Regions from separate parts of the Mus musculus genome. Here all the other regions are linked to region 2. The links are chromatin contacts, called in public Hi-C maps. All regions are on one chromosome and are shown on one strand. Each heading gives the region's core, a stretch centred on a gene start, on an enhancer-like site or on the middle of the called end of the contact. The rest is flanking DNA. Distances are from core to core; before and after follow the strand shown. Region 1 holds the start of Ss18l1 (SS18, nBAF chromatin remodeling complex subunit like 1). Region 2 holds the start of Rtf2 (replication termination factor 2). Region 3 holds the start of 4921531C22Rik (RIKEN cDNA 4921531C22 gene).

What was found. Hi-C and Micro-C count contacts between places; a contact is called where the count stands out from the background.
Region 1: a Hi-C map of B cells shows a contact between it and region 2, with 6 read pairs. The contact joins the promoter of Ss18l1 here to the promoter of Rtf2 in region 2. A contact is called at or near these places in 2 of 39 promoter capture datasets (the C10 cell line and pre-B cells) and 1 of 484 Hi-C or Micro-C datasets (B cells).
Region 3: a contact with region 2 is called in a Hi-C map of CD4 T cells, with 9 times the contacts expected there. The contact joins the promoter of 4921531C22Rik here to the promoter of Rtf2 in region 2. A contact is called at or near these places in 2 of 484 Hi-C or Micro-C datasets (B cells and CD4 T cells).

The regions. Positions count from the first base shown.
Region 1 is chr2:180,040,798-180,044,735 of GRCm38.p6, reverse strand. Ss18l1 (SS18, nBAF chromatin remodeling complex subunit like 1) reads right to left here and starts at 2,253. Exons shown (of 11, transcript NM_178750.5): 1 at 1,868-2,253. The coding sequence starts at 1,936. Psma7 (proteasome subunit alpha 7) reads left to right here and starts at 2,272. Exons shown (of 7, transcript NM_011969.2): 1 at 2,272-2,458. The coding sequence starts at 2,363.
Region 2 is chr2:172,437,548-172,441,905 of GRCm38.p6, reverse strand. Rtf2 (replication termination factor 2) reads right to left here and starts at 1,328. Exons shown (of 9, transcript NM_025542.2): 1 at 1,167-1,328. The coding sequence starts at 1,235.
Region 3 is chr2:179,974,759-179,978,965 of GRCm38.p6, reverse strand. It overlaps 4921531C22Rik (RIKEN cDNA 4921531C22 gene), which reads right to left and starts at 2,113. Exons shown (of 2, transcript NR_033782.1): 1 at 1,774-2,113; 2 at 1-1,517. Taf4 (TATA-box binding protein associated factor 4) reads left to right here and starts at 2,320. Exons shown (of 15, transcript NM_001081092.1): 1 at 2,320-3,553. The coding sequence starts at 2,320.

The DNA of each region.
Region 1 (3,938 bases), core at 1,004-3,503, 7.6 Mb before region 2:
ACTTCATTACATGCTAACTCATATGCCACCAGCAATACCTCCAAGTACTACAATGGCCTTGTGACTGTCGAGACAAGATTGAGGAGAGGACATTGCGGGCTGTGACGGTTGAGTAGGATCCGTCCTCCAAGAACGCGCTGTTATTTCCTTTGCTTTCACCACCCACTGGCCTTCTCCTTCTCTGGAACTCCTAGCTCTCCCCAGTGGTCTCATCATGGGCTGGTTAGCACACACACACACATCTTGAGCTGCCTTTGAACTTATCATGTAGCTCAGGCTGTTCTCAGACCGTCTTGCCACATATGCTGCAGAATGTAACTGCAGTGGCGCATCATCAGGCCAGGTCAGAGTGCACGGTTTAAGTACATGACACATCCCCCCTCAGGCCTTCTCAGACTCCCCAGTAAAGGATTCACAGAGACAGGAAGTGAATTGCCAGCCCTACCAGGTTAAGGACCTTGACAGGCTAAACTTAAGACCCACTTCCAAAGATGCACAGGCTGAATTTCTGCCCTGAGCTGAGGTCAGCCAACATCTCCTCTTTGTGATCTGATGTTTGGCGTAGTCCTCCAATACACCTTTGCCTGGAGAAACTGAGGATCTTTGATGAGCACGTTTGACTACTGACTAAAAATGTTGAAGCCAAAAGTGGCACTGGAAAGAGTGACTGTTAAGATCCAGCAGCCAGAGTGCCTGGGCACTGTCTGGACTGCCAATGTGTGGAGTACTCCACCCTCCACCAACCAAGGCTCCTAGTTCATGGCCACACAGACAGCAGCCTGTGGAGCCACACGGAAGGGCTACTATTAGCTTTACCACGTAGCCTCTGTAGCCTCCTTCACTAAGTCACTTCTGCAAAAAGTTAAATGTGGCAAGATCTATAAAACCTGCATTTCTGCTTTCCTCCAATAATCTCCCCTGCTAACTAGGACTTGCCAACAGTGATAACCATTATGTTCCTAAGGAGGATAGCAAGGGTGATCTGGGAAACAGGCGACAAGCGAAGAAAATCCCCACAAGCCTCTGAGGGAGTAGAGAGGCCAATTTCCTTTGGGAACTAACTGGCTCAAAAGAATTCAAGAATTCTGTAAAAGGAACCAGAATTAGGAAAAGCCATCGCGTAAGAAAGATGCCTGGAACCGCGAAGGCAAACAGTAAGAAGCTAAAGTGTCCAAGCCAAAACTTAAAGCTTCCTTTTGTTAAAGACGTCCACACACCCACGCAAACGCCTTCTCTGAGAAACTGGCCCAAACTAAAGGATGAAACTGAGAGACTGCAGGACAAACCTGCGGTGTCTGAAGCCAGGGTGCAGAAGGCGAGGCTCGCGGATACCCAGTGGCCCGAGCGGGGGCGGGGCTGCGCTAGCCTCAAGTCCGCCGCGTGCAGCAAGCTCTGGACAGCGGTGCGGGCTCTGGAAATGGCACGCACACTTTGGATGCGTTCCTTTGTGCAGGGCACCGCAGTACCTCACAAGAGCGGCCAGCTCGCCGCAGCGGCGCGCCTCCAGGCTGCCTGCTCCCCCTTCTCCACTCGCCAAGCATCGCGCAAAGGCGCGCGACCGTCGCTACCACGGCTGTCAGCAGAGCGCGACAAGCCCCCGCCCCGGCTGGAGGGGCCGCGGGCCCTGGCGTCTCGCTCTGTTGCGTCTGCTGCCTGGGGCGCTCTGGGAGAAGAACGCGCAACGCGCTCCGGGGTCCCCACCCCCTGCGGCCGCCGGGCCCCCGCTGCCAGTGCCTCCAGCAAAGTTGGCGCAGGCTTTCCTGGGGGCGCGGGGAGCCGCCGTCAGGGCTCCGTGCGGCGGGCTGTGCCCCGGCTTTGTTCGTGCCCCGCGCCCACCCGCACTCTGTACCCCCTCGGCCATGCCCACCTTCTGGATGGTCTGCTGAGTGACCTCCCCTTTGCCTCTCGGCCGCGCCGACGCGAAGGCCACGGACATGGTGGTGGCGCGGACTCAGCCCGTGATCATTGGGGTTTATTCTCCGGCTGCGCCCCGCGGCCCGAGGTGCCCATTCTCCGCAGAGCGGGGGCGGGGACACGGGGGGCGCGGTGCCGTGGGCTCGCCCGCCTGCCTGTCGCCAATGCGCGCTCGAGTCCCCCGCGTCCCCACGCCTTACGCGACTGCCTCCCAGGTCAGGATACCGCGCGGAGGCCCCCTGCACCCGGCCTGCGCTCTTCGTCCAGCCGGTAGCCGGTACACCGCCCCCTGTGCTGAGCTTCGGTGGTTCCGCCCGCCCTGCCCCGCCCCGCCGTGCCGCACGTCCCCCTGACGCCAGACGCCAGCAGCGTGGCCCGGGAGGGCGGGGCGCTGACGGTGAGTGTGCGCTTTTGAGCGGCGGCGGCCCGAGCTAGTGCGTCCGCAGTGATGAGCTACGACCGCGCCATCACCGTCTTCTCGCCCGACGGCCACCTCTTCCAAGTGGAGTACGCGCAGGAGGCGGTCAAAAAGGGCTCCACCGCGGTGAGCCGGCCCGGGGCCTGAGCGACGGGGTGCAAAAGGAAGCGGGGCACGCAGACCTGGGCGCGGGGGCCGCGCTATCTGCTGGCGGCGGGTGGACCAGGAGGTGACGGGAGCTGAATGGTGACGACGTAGGAAGGGCACCAGGTCGCGGGGACCGCGCCGCGCTTCCCGGAGAGCCGGGCGATTTTTTCTGGCTTCCCCACTGCGGAGCATCTAGGCGAGCGCATCCCCGGGGCTGGGCCGGGGCCATCTTGGTGCTGTGCGCGCGGCGCGGACGGCGGAGGCCGCAGGTGCGCGCGGGCGGCGGGAGGCTGGCTGTAGCCGGCGCCGGCGGGGACTTGGGGATCTGCGAGCTAGGCCCAGGTGGGCGTTGTGAACAAAGGGCGATTCGTCGGCCCTGCGATGGTGACAGGCTGCTTCCGGGTCCGCATGCGCCACCGACGCCGTGTTCTGGTTCCGGTGGGCCCTTCTCACCGCGCCCCAGTTTTGTTCAGTCCTTAGCACTGTTTGGAAAAGGACTCCCCACACCTGTAAGCGCCAGCAGTGAGACAGTTTTAGTTTTGGTTTTTGTTTTTCCCGAGTCACCGGATCTTCCGGAACACACGTGGTTCCGAGTCTTGAAACGCTTACATTTCCCAGGTATTTTATCTCCTTGAAACTAAAACCCCAAAGCTTTTGGTGACCCAATCCACCCAAGAACTCTGGAATGACAGGGCTTGGAAGTGCAGGCCTGTATAATCCTGGCATTTAGAAGGTTGAGGCTCGAAAAATCTCACAAGTACAAAGCCAGCCTGGGCTTCTAAATCTAGAGACCCTAAAGACTTCTAAAACTATAAAGACTCTTTGTGGTTGTGTGTGTGCATTATTAATTTATTATTTTAAAAGTTATTTTTATGTGCGTTTGGCCGTTTGTCTATATGTATATATCTGTGTGAGAGTGTCAGATTCCCTGGAACTAGAGTTGCCATATGGGTGCTGGGAATTGAACCTGGGGTCCTGTGGAAGAGCAGCCGCTGAGCCATCACTCCAAACCCAAGAGATACAGCTAGTGAGAAACCGTCTAACAAAAGAAAAACCTGTGAGGCCAGTGAGGTGGCTCCCTGCACTGCACCTGGTGACATGCCTGGAATCCCAGTCTGGGAGGCAGAGGCAGGAGGATACACTGGGCTTGCTGATCAGTAAGTGTAGCAGAATCTGTGAGCTTCAGGTTCAGTGTGAGACCCTATCTCAAAAAACAAGTTGGAGGGCTGGAGAGATGATTTGGCAGTTGAAGGGTGCAGATCTGTTCTTGAAGAGTACTGAATTTAGTTTCCAGCACCCAGATTCTAAGGATCAAAACTGCCTTACACTTAAGCTCCAAGGGCTCCAGCACCTCTGGCCTCCATGGGCAGCTGTACTCAGAGGCACAGACACAACATACTTAAAAGTAAAACTGCTTTTGACGTTGGAGAAGGGTTGAGGAAGACACCAGTGTATAGAC
Region 2 (4,358 bases), core at 79-2,578:
GCAGAAGAGAGGGCAAAAAGACAAGCAGAGGTTTGTTCACACAGGACCCAATGGAGTTTATTAGGGATGTGTCAGGAAGTTATGCAGTGTCTTAAGTACAACACTGGATGGGATTCACCTCCCATCCCAAAGTTCTCTGAATGTTGGATCAGGAAACATGATCCTCCCCGTGCTGGGAACTGTATCGGGGGCATTCTCTCCCCGTGCTGGGAACTGTATCGGGGGCATTCTGTGCCTTCTATTATTAAACAGTCATCATCAACACTAGCTTTGAAATGCACATAAATGGATGGGGACAGTGGTTCATGACTCTAGGCCACGTCAGTGGTGTTAACTAACTTTGCGGCATTCAATTTCCCATCCATTAAGTACACACTTTGCTCAATGTCTTGTAAGATTTACAGAATGCCCACGCATTTATTCAAAAATATTCACTGTGGCAGAAACTGTGCTAGTTCTGGAAGAAAAACAGTGCACAGAGTTCACCAGGAGGAGCTTGCAGTCACGTGACCATCAGCTGGGCTCAACCACCAATTCAGAGTGCTAAGAGCTGATAATTAGTTTAAGAAGGGTGTGACTTCACAAAGGGGAATGGTTTGGGGAGACTTTAATACACAAAGCTCAGGCTGGAGAGATGGCTCCGTGGTTAAGCCTGTGTACTGCTCTTCCAAAGGATCCGCGTTTGGTTCTAACAGCCAAGATTAATGGCTCACAAAAACCTGTAGCTCTAGCTCCCGGGCGTCCGATGCTTTCTTCTGGCCTCCTTGGATACCACACTCACACACAAAACATTTTTAAAAAAAGTATTATTCAAATACCAAGGCCTGTTGGCCAACACCTTTAATCCCAGTGCTCAGCAGGCAGAGGTGGGAGTCCCAGCCAGCCAGGGCCACACTGTGAGAGCCTTTCACAAAAACACACAAAGTCCATAAATAGCATCTATCACCGTGATCGTCGCTAGCTACAGATACGTTCCAGTCCTGGCTGGGCCACTAACTAGCTCTCCAGTCTCCGTCCCGTTCAACGTTAATGTTTCAAATCAACACAGCGTCTGTGGGGAGGATCCCAGTCTAACCGTACTGTTCAGTGCCTGCAAACAGTAAACCCTCCACAAGCGCTGTGACCACCGTTCATCCCGAGCCCCGCAGCCCGCAGTCCCCACTGACCTTCTCGACCTTCTTCGGCCCCTTCACCAGCTCGTGCCTCTTGGGGATGGTGCCTCCGTCGCAACCCATCCCAAAGCCGAAATCAGAAACCGTAGCAAAAACCAGAAGCCTTAGCAAAGACGAGAAGCCGTCGCTTCCGGGGTCTCTGGCGAAACCCTACCTACTTCCGGCGCTCCTTGATGACGCACACAACCAGCGCGCCGCGAAAGGGGCGGGGTCGCCGCGCGAGGCCTTGGTCCACACCAATTGTCTTGAAAATCTTGTCCGGGAGTTGGGCGTGGTTTCAGGGCGACGTGCTGGAGCATCCTTGGAGTGCGTCCACTTCCGGTCGTGGGCGGTCCCTGTTTTTTCCTCTGTGGTTCCGTAAGCTTGGGCCTGAGGGAGGACGGGAGAACATTTGTCGGGGTTGTCCCGAGGTCTGCGTCTCTGGCATTTTTGCAGACCAGTAGTGCTGTAAGTCTAAGGAGGAGATGGCCGGAATCTGTCTTCTCAGCTACCTCTCATGTATTTTAAATCCAGACTTAGAAAAGAAAAGACGTTGTGGGTGCTAGAGGGATGGCTCAGTGGTTAAGATCACTGACTGCTCTTCAGAAGTTCTGAGTTCCATTCCCAGCAACCACATGGTGGCTCACAACCATCTATAATGATATCTGATGCCCTCTTCTGGTGTGTTTGAAGACAGCTACAGTGTACTCAAATACATAAAATTAAAAAAAAAAAAAAAAAAAAGACGTGGTGGGTGGGCCTGCTTGTGCGCTACCTAACTGCAGATGCCTGTCGAGGCCTGAAGAGGGTGTTCTATCTTCCTGGGACTGGAGTTGATATGGTTGTGAGCTGCTGGGGTTCTGGGAATCCATCCTGTGCTTACTCAAAGAACAGCAAGCATTCTTAGCCACTGAGCGCCTCTCCACCCTGTATCCAGATGTATTTTGGGCAGAAGCTAGGGCTACAGTGTCTCCAACAAGCTTAGAGTAGCCACTCATCCCATTGTACCAGCTACAGAGATTAGTGCAGACAGAGAAAGGGGAGGGTGATCATATTGGGAAGAGAACAAATAAGGGGTTCAGTGACCCCCTAGTCTGCCTTTGGGGTACTAACATGAGCTGTAGGCCCAGAGGAACAACAGGGGCAAATGGTATGCATAAGTGAGCAGTCCTGGGATAAGTATGGCCTCCTTCATTTCTGTGTCTACACCAGTCCTGCAAGGTGGCCATTCTGAAGCCCACACTGCTTAAAGTGACCAGATAGTCTCAGATGACCATCTTTTCTGCCTTTTCACCCTCACTTAGGGGAGTGCTGTGTCCTCTGGGACTCCAATGCTCCTGGGATCCTAGGTGGTTGCAGGCCTAAGAAGTGACTTACTGTGCCTTCAGCTTTATGACACTAAACACCCTCAACTTGTCGATGGCTCTTTCAAGGGAGAGAGTCACACGTAGGTGTCTTAACAGTAGTTCTGCATCTGATTTTGTGGCTTCTGAAATTTCATAGCTCAAAGGATGCAACTTGCCACAAAATGCAGAGATCAATCAAAGGTTAAAGCCAGGTGGTGGTGGCGCACGCCTTTAATCCCAGCACTTGGGAGGCAGAGACAGGCGGATTTCTGAGTCTGAGGCCAGCCTGGTCTACAGAGTGAGTTCCAGGACAGCCAGGGCTATACAGAGAAACCCTGTCTCAAAACAAACAAACAAAAATTAAGTACAAAATTAGGAACTGGCTCTCTTAGTTTCCTGCCATGGTTGTGTTGCCCCGGTTTAGGGGTGAGAGGAGTGTGCAGGTTCAGAGAACCCCAAAGGCTCACAGGTATTCTGTCCTTAGGGAAACATAGTCTGGCAGTGGTGGTGGTTTGCGGAAAGGTGGAAGTGCCTGTGTAGCCAAGGGTGATCTTGAACTTCTGATCCTCCTGCCTCAGTCTCTTCAATGCTGGGATCACAGTTGTGCACCACCACACCCAGTTATGCCCCCCAAGGCTTTGTGTGTAATAGGCGGACACAATATCCAGTGAGGCAGAGCCTCAGCTCTTACATTATTTTAACAGCCCTGGTGTTTTTGTTTGAGACACGCTCTTACTATGTAGCCATGTCTGGCCTGGAACTCACTATGTAGACCAGGCTGGCCCTAGAACTCTTGGAAATATGGCTGCCTCTACCTCTTGAGTCCTGGGGTTTAAGGGATGTACCACCATGCCTGGCTTAATGTAGTTATTTAATGAATCTCTTTAAAAGGAATACAGTTTCTAGGCCCCCTCTTCCTTCTCCTCCTCCTCCTCCTTCCTCCCTTTTCCTCCTCTTCTTCCTCCTTCTACTCCTTCCTCCCCTCCTCTGTCTCCTTCTACTCTTCTTGAGACAGGGGCTTACTGTGTATCCCTGGCTGGCCTTGAATTCACAGAAATAAATCTGCAAACAAAAATGATTTGGTCAGTTATGACACACTTCTCTCTGTGAAAAATTCAAACTAACCTAGGTGAGAGTTTCCTTGCCTCCTATGTCCCTTAGAATTTTCCTTTCTATCTTTCCTGCCTCAAAAACTGTGTATTAGAATTTTCAAAAGTCTTTAAACTTATTTTCATTTTATGTGTTTGAATGGTTTGCCAGCATGCATGTACGTACGTAGACTACAGCTCAGGTGTGGAGGTTGGAGAACAGTTTACAGGAGATGGTTCTATCTTTCCACTATTTGGATCCTGTGGATCAGCAAGCACCTTTATCCACTGACTTGTTTCACCCTCTGGCCCAAGGAGTTTTATAAATATTATTTGTTGGGGAGCGGTACATGCCTATAATCCTAGCACATGGGAAGATGGTGCTTTTGAAGCTAGCCCGGGCTACGCAGCAAGACCCTCTCTTAAAAAAAAAATGTATTTGCAGCAAAACGGATACATGACACCCAGTGCTTGTCACACTGGAAGCTGCTCAGTGGGTCATCACCACTTCCATCCTCTCTGTGGACTGAACGTAAGCGAGGCCAGATTGCTGTCACCACCACCCACCGTTTCCTCTTTCTTCTTGTGGAGGAAATGGTACAGAATGTTGGTTATTAGAAAAAAACATATTCAACAAGAAGCCTCCAAAAGCTGAGAGAATGCGTTTGATTCTAAAGCCCCAGGCCGTCTTCTGCAATGAGTCTGGGCGGGCTCACTGCCATCTTTGCAAAAAGAGAAGGAAGCATCTGCAGCCGTTGCAGGGTTTCTCGTGA
Region 3 (4,207 bases), core at 864-3,363, 7.5 Mb before region 2:
GCCATATTAGCCTGATAAAAATTTGATCCCTTAAACCTATGGTGGCAGGAACCTACTTGCAAAAGGTTGTCCCCTGTTTCTACAAAATGGGTGTTTTATTTATACTTTATATTTAATGATTCTTCCTTTTCTCTTTTAATGCTAGTTCAAACTATGAAAGTCATAATGGCCTATGGCAATGTATCAAAGGGAGAGACAATTTAAAGAAAATTTGTTCTTCAGTCTCCAGAGTGACAAAGGTTAAGGCTTTAATAGTGTCTACTGCCCCTTGCATATAGATTTTGAGGAGGGGAGGAGACTTTTTAGCTCCACCCACTTCAGTCTTAAGAGCTCTGCACTTGAAAACAGCTACCTGAAAGATGTGTGGCTCCCACACTGGGCTCTGCAGCAAGGAATGAAGGGACTGGTGGGCACAGACCCTAAACCCTGCACCTGTAACTTAAGTCTTGGTGGCTCAGGGGCTGTGTCATTAGCAGATGCTTAAGAATGGAAGGAGGCTGTGTACCGTGGTACCAAGAGGCCTGTGAGCTCCAGAGCCTGGGCTTTGCTATGGCTCTCATTGTTGTGCTCCCTGTCACCTAATGGCTTCGGGGTACAGGCTACTGTACACCTAACTGGTGGGTCCCATTAACCGGCATCAAGAGGATTAGCAAGAACCTTCTGATCCTTTGGTCCACTTTAAAATCTTCAAACCATTATCAAGAGTAAAGAATTCTGTGACTTGTGGCTGGGGGCTGTGACTAAGTAGTGTCCCACTCACTCAGGATGATGCTCTTGGCCCTGAACGTGTTCTCCTGTGTCAAAAGAAGACTCGTGGGTTTTATTTACAACTGTGAATTTCTGTTCCTTCTAGTGTGTGTCAAGCCTATACTGGCTTCTAGCACCCAACCTGCTTCCTCATTGTCTCTTTCTTTTTACTGGCTTTCCAAATCTGGAGGCTGATGTTCAAGAACAAAATTTCTGTTATTTAAGGATTCCCAAGCACACTTTGCAAGTGAGGGCACTGTGGGGTTTGTTTGTTTGTTTTGTTTTTTGGCTTCAAGGCGCACAGTTCCTTAGGTAGACTATTGCTTAGAGGACAGCTGGGGTAGGGTGGGGTTTGTATAGTAGTTATATAACTCATTTAGTTTAAAAGGCTGGGACAGGATCAGCACACAGGCTGAGAGTTTATACTCTGCTTTTGAGAGAATAGTTCTCACCTCACCTTTTTGATACAGGGCCCCACAAGACCCCCAGGCTGGCCTCCAACTAAATGCATAACAAAGGTTGAACTCCTTTTCCTCCTGCCTTCATCTTCCGAGTGCATGGAGGGTGTGTGTGGGTAGTAAAAGCTGGTGGGAAGAGTCTCTTTCAAGGCACGAAAGGAAAAAAAAAAAATTACAGTGTCAAATTCCTCATTCCCCAGTGCTGGATCTGTGCAGACCGTGGCAAGTCTCTTCAGAGGTGACGATGATTCTAGGAAGGTCAGTTGCGTTGAGGTCCCCAACAAGCTTTGCCATCTGGAATTTGTTTTCGGCCTTTTCAAAAAAAAAAAAAAAAAAAAGGAAAGACGAAATCCATAGCGATGTCCAATAAGACGGCCTTTTGGTTAAGAAAACACCCAGAAAGAAAGGGGAGAAATGGTAACGAAAATGTTCCTACAAAGTGCCAGCAAGCATCAGTTTAGAGGATTTACAACCAACCCCCCCCTCCCCCACGAGAAAAGTAAATAAAGAACAAATCAGCTTCCGGATGTCCAGCTTCGTCCGGGGTGTGCACGGCCCTCGTACTAACCGCTGTAAGTCAGGGGAGCTGACCCGTCGTGTCCGCGGCGTCCTCTGCGCACCTCTCCGCCCCGAAAGCGCCTTCGTGCCAGGACTCCTGCTCCTCTCTGACCGCCGGGGCCCCGGGAGCGCCCGCGCAGCTGTCACCGCCCGCCCTGGCCGCAGCCATTTTGGAAGGGTGCAGACAAAGGGCGAACCCCGCAGCCGGCTGCCGCGACCCACCCGGCGCCTAGAGCCGCCGCTCTCCCGGCCCCGCTGCCATTCCCACCAGCGCTCCAACAGCCGACCAGCACCCAGCGCCTAGCCTGCTCCCCGGCCTCTGGCGCTCGCAGCCATTGGCCGCGTCTTTTAAGAGCCCGCCGCAGCCAATCGGAGGCCACAGGGGCGCGGGCGTGGGCGGTGCGTGTCGGCGCGCCTGCGCAGTGGGCCGCCCCTCCCCCCTCCCTGCGCGCCGCGCCCCCGCCCGCCCCGCGCACCGCCCCCCGCCCCGCTGGAACCTCCTCCTGCCCAGGCGCGCTCGGCCGAGCGGCGGCGGCGGCGGCGGCGAGGAGGAAAGATGGCGGCGGGCTCGGATCTGCTGGACGAGGTCTTCTTCAACAGCGAGGTGGACGAGAAAGTGGTGAGCGATCTGGTGGGCTCGCTCGAGTCGCAGCTGGCGGCCAGCGCGGCCCACCACCACCACCTCGCGCCGCGCACGCCCGAGCTGCGGGCCGCGGCCGCCGGCGCGCTCGGGAACCATGTTGTGAGCGGCAGCCCGGCCGGAGCCGCGGGCGCAGGGCCGGCCGCCTCCGCCGAGGGCGCGCCCGCAGCGGCGCCGGAGCCGCCCCCCGCAGGTAGAGCGCGGCCGGCGGGTGGGGGCCCGCGGCGCCCGGGCTCCAGCTCACCGCGCCGCTTGCTTGTCCCCGCAGGGCCCGCGCCGGCGCCCGCCAAGCTGAGGCCGCTGCCCGAGGCCAGCGCGGGGCCCTGCCCCGCCGCCGCTGCCGCTGCCGCCGCCACCGCCGCCGCCGTCGCGGGGCCGGATCCCGCCGCCGCCGCCCCACCCGCCGGCCCCGGCGCCTCCAAGCCCGGCCCGCCTGGCCCGCCCGGCCCCGGCGCCGCGCAAACTTTGAATGGGAGCGCCGCGCCGCCCACCGCGCCGCACGCCGCACCTGCTGTCAGCCCGGTCAACAACGGGCCCGCGCCGCCGCCCGCCGCCGGCTCTGTCATCCAGGCGGCCCCCGCGCCCGCCGCGCCCTCGCCGCCCGCCGCGCCCGCGCCCGCCGCGCCCCCGCCGCCCGCGCCCCCAGCGCCTGTCGCGCCAGCCCGGCCGCCCGGGCACCCCGCCGCGCCCGCGCCCCCCGTGTCACCCGCTGCCGCTGCCGCCGCCGCCGCCGCTGCCGCCGCCGCGCAGAACGGGGCCGCTCCTGCCCCCGCCGCGGCCTCCGGGGGCGCCGCGGGGTTGGGCCAGCCGGGCGCGGGCGCGCAGGGGGCCAAGGCCGAGGCGCCCAAGCCCGGACCGGGGCCCGGGCCGGGGCCGGCGGCGGCGGCGGCGGCGGCGGGGGTCGCGGGCGGGGGCGCGGCGGGCAGTGTGCTGCTCGGGCCCGCCATGCCGGGCGCGCTGCCGGGGCCTGCGCCCGGGACCCCCGCGGGGCTGGCGAAGGGTGCGGCCGCGGCGACCCCCAGCCTGCCTCGGACGCCGGCGGCCACCACCGGCGCTATCCGGGCCACGCTGACGCCCACCGTGCTGGCCCCGCGCCTGCCGCAGCCGCCGCAGAACCCGACCAACATCCAGAACTTCCAGCTGCCCCCAGGTGAGTGGCAGCGCGCGGCGGGAGGCCGAGGGCGGGTGCACCAGGCTGCCCTGGCGTTCCAGGAAGTTCTGGGCTGCATTCTGGGACCGTGCCCTAGTCGGGTGGCCCGAGAGGCCGAGGGGCGGCCCCTGCCCAGGTGACCTGCCAGTTTTGAGGGCGTCCCAGTCCTGGAGCTCCCAGATCCCTCGGGGAACTCTGCTGTCCCATTCGGATGCTCTGGGCTACCACCGTATAGCCGAGGGGCCCTTCTCTCTCCTTCCTCAGGTGAGGTCAAGAGAGGGCGAACCGACTACTCACGGGCATGCTAATGAAGTCTGTGGAAGGCGGCATGGGCTTTCCTGTTGCCAGGGAAGCCGGTTGGGGACTCCATGCTGGGAGCAGGCGTTTAGTGGTCATCAGTGCCTGAAAGTGGACCCTGGGTGTTTTTTGTTGTTGCCATCCCTGGAGGTCAGTAGGACACTTAGTGCGTAGGGGTCTGCGGATGCAGGAGATCATGGTGATGTGGATTCTGGGACACAGGAGCTGTCTCGGCTCTTGCAGATTCCACACATGTTCTGACTCTGTTGTCCTCGAATTCCTAAGGGTCCCTTGGGTTTGTCGAGTGGCTCCTTTCCTCGCTTGTAGCCTGCTTTTGTTTGAGAGTCCTCTGCAGGA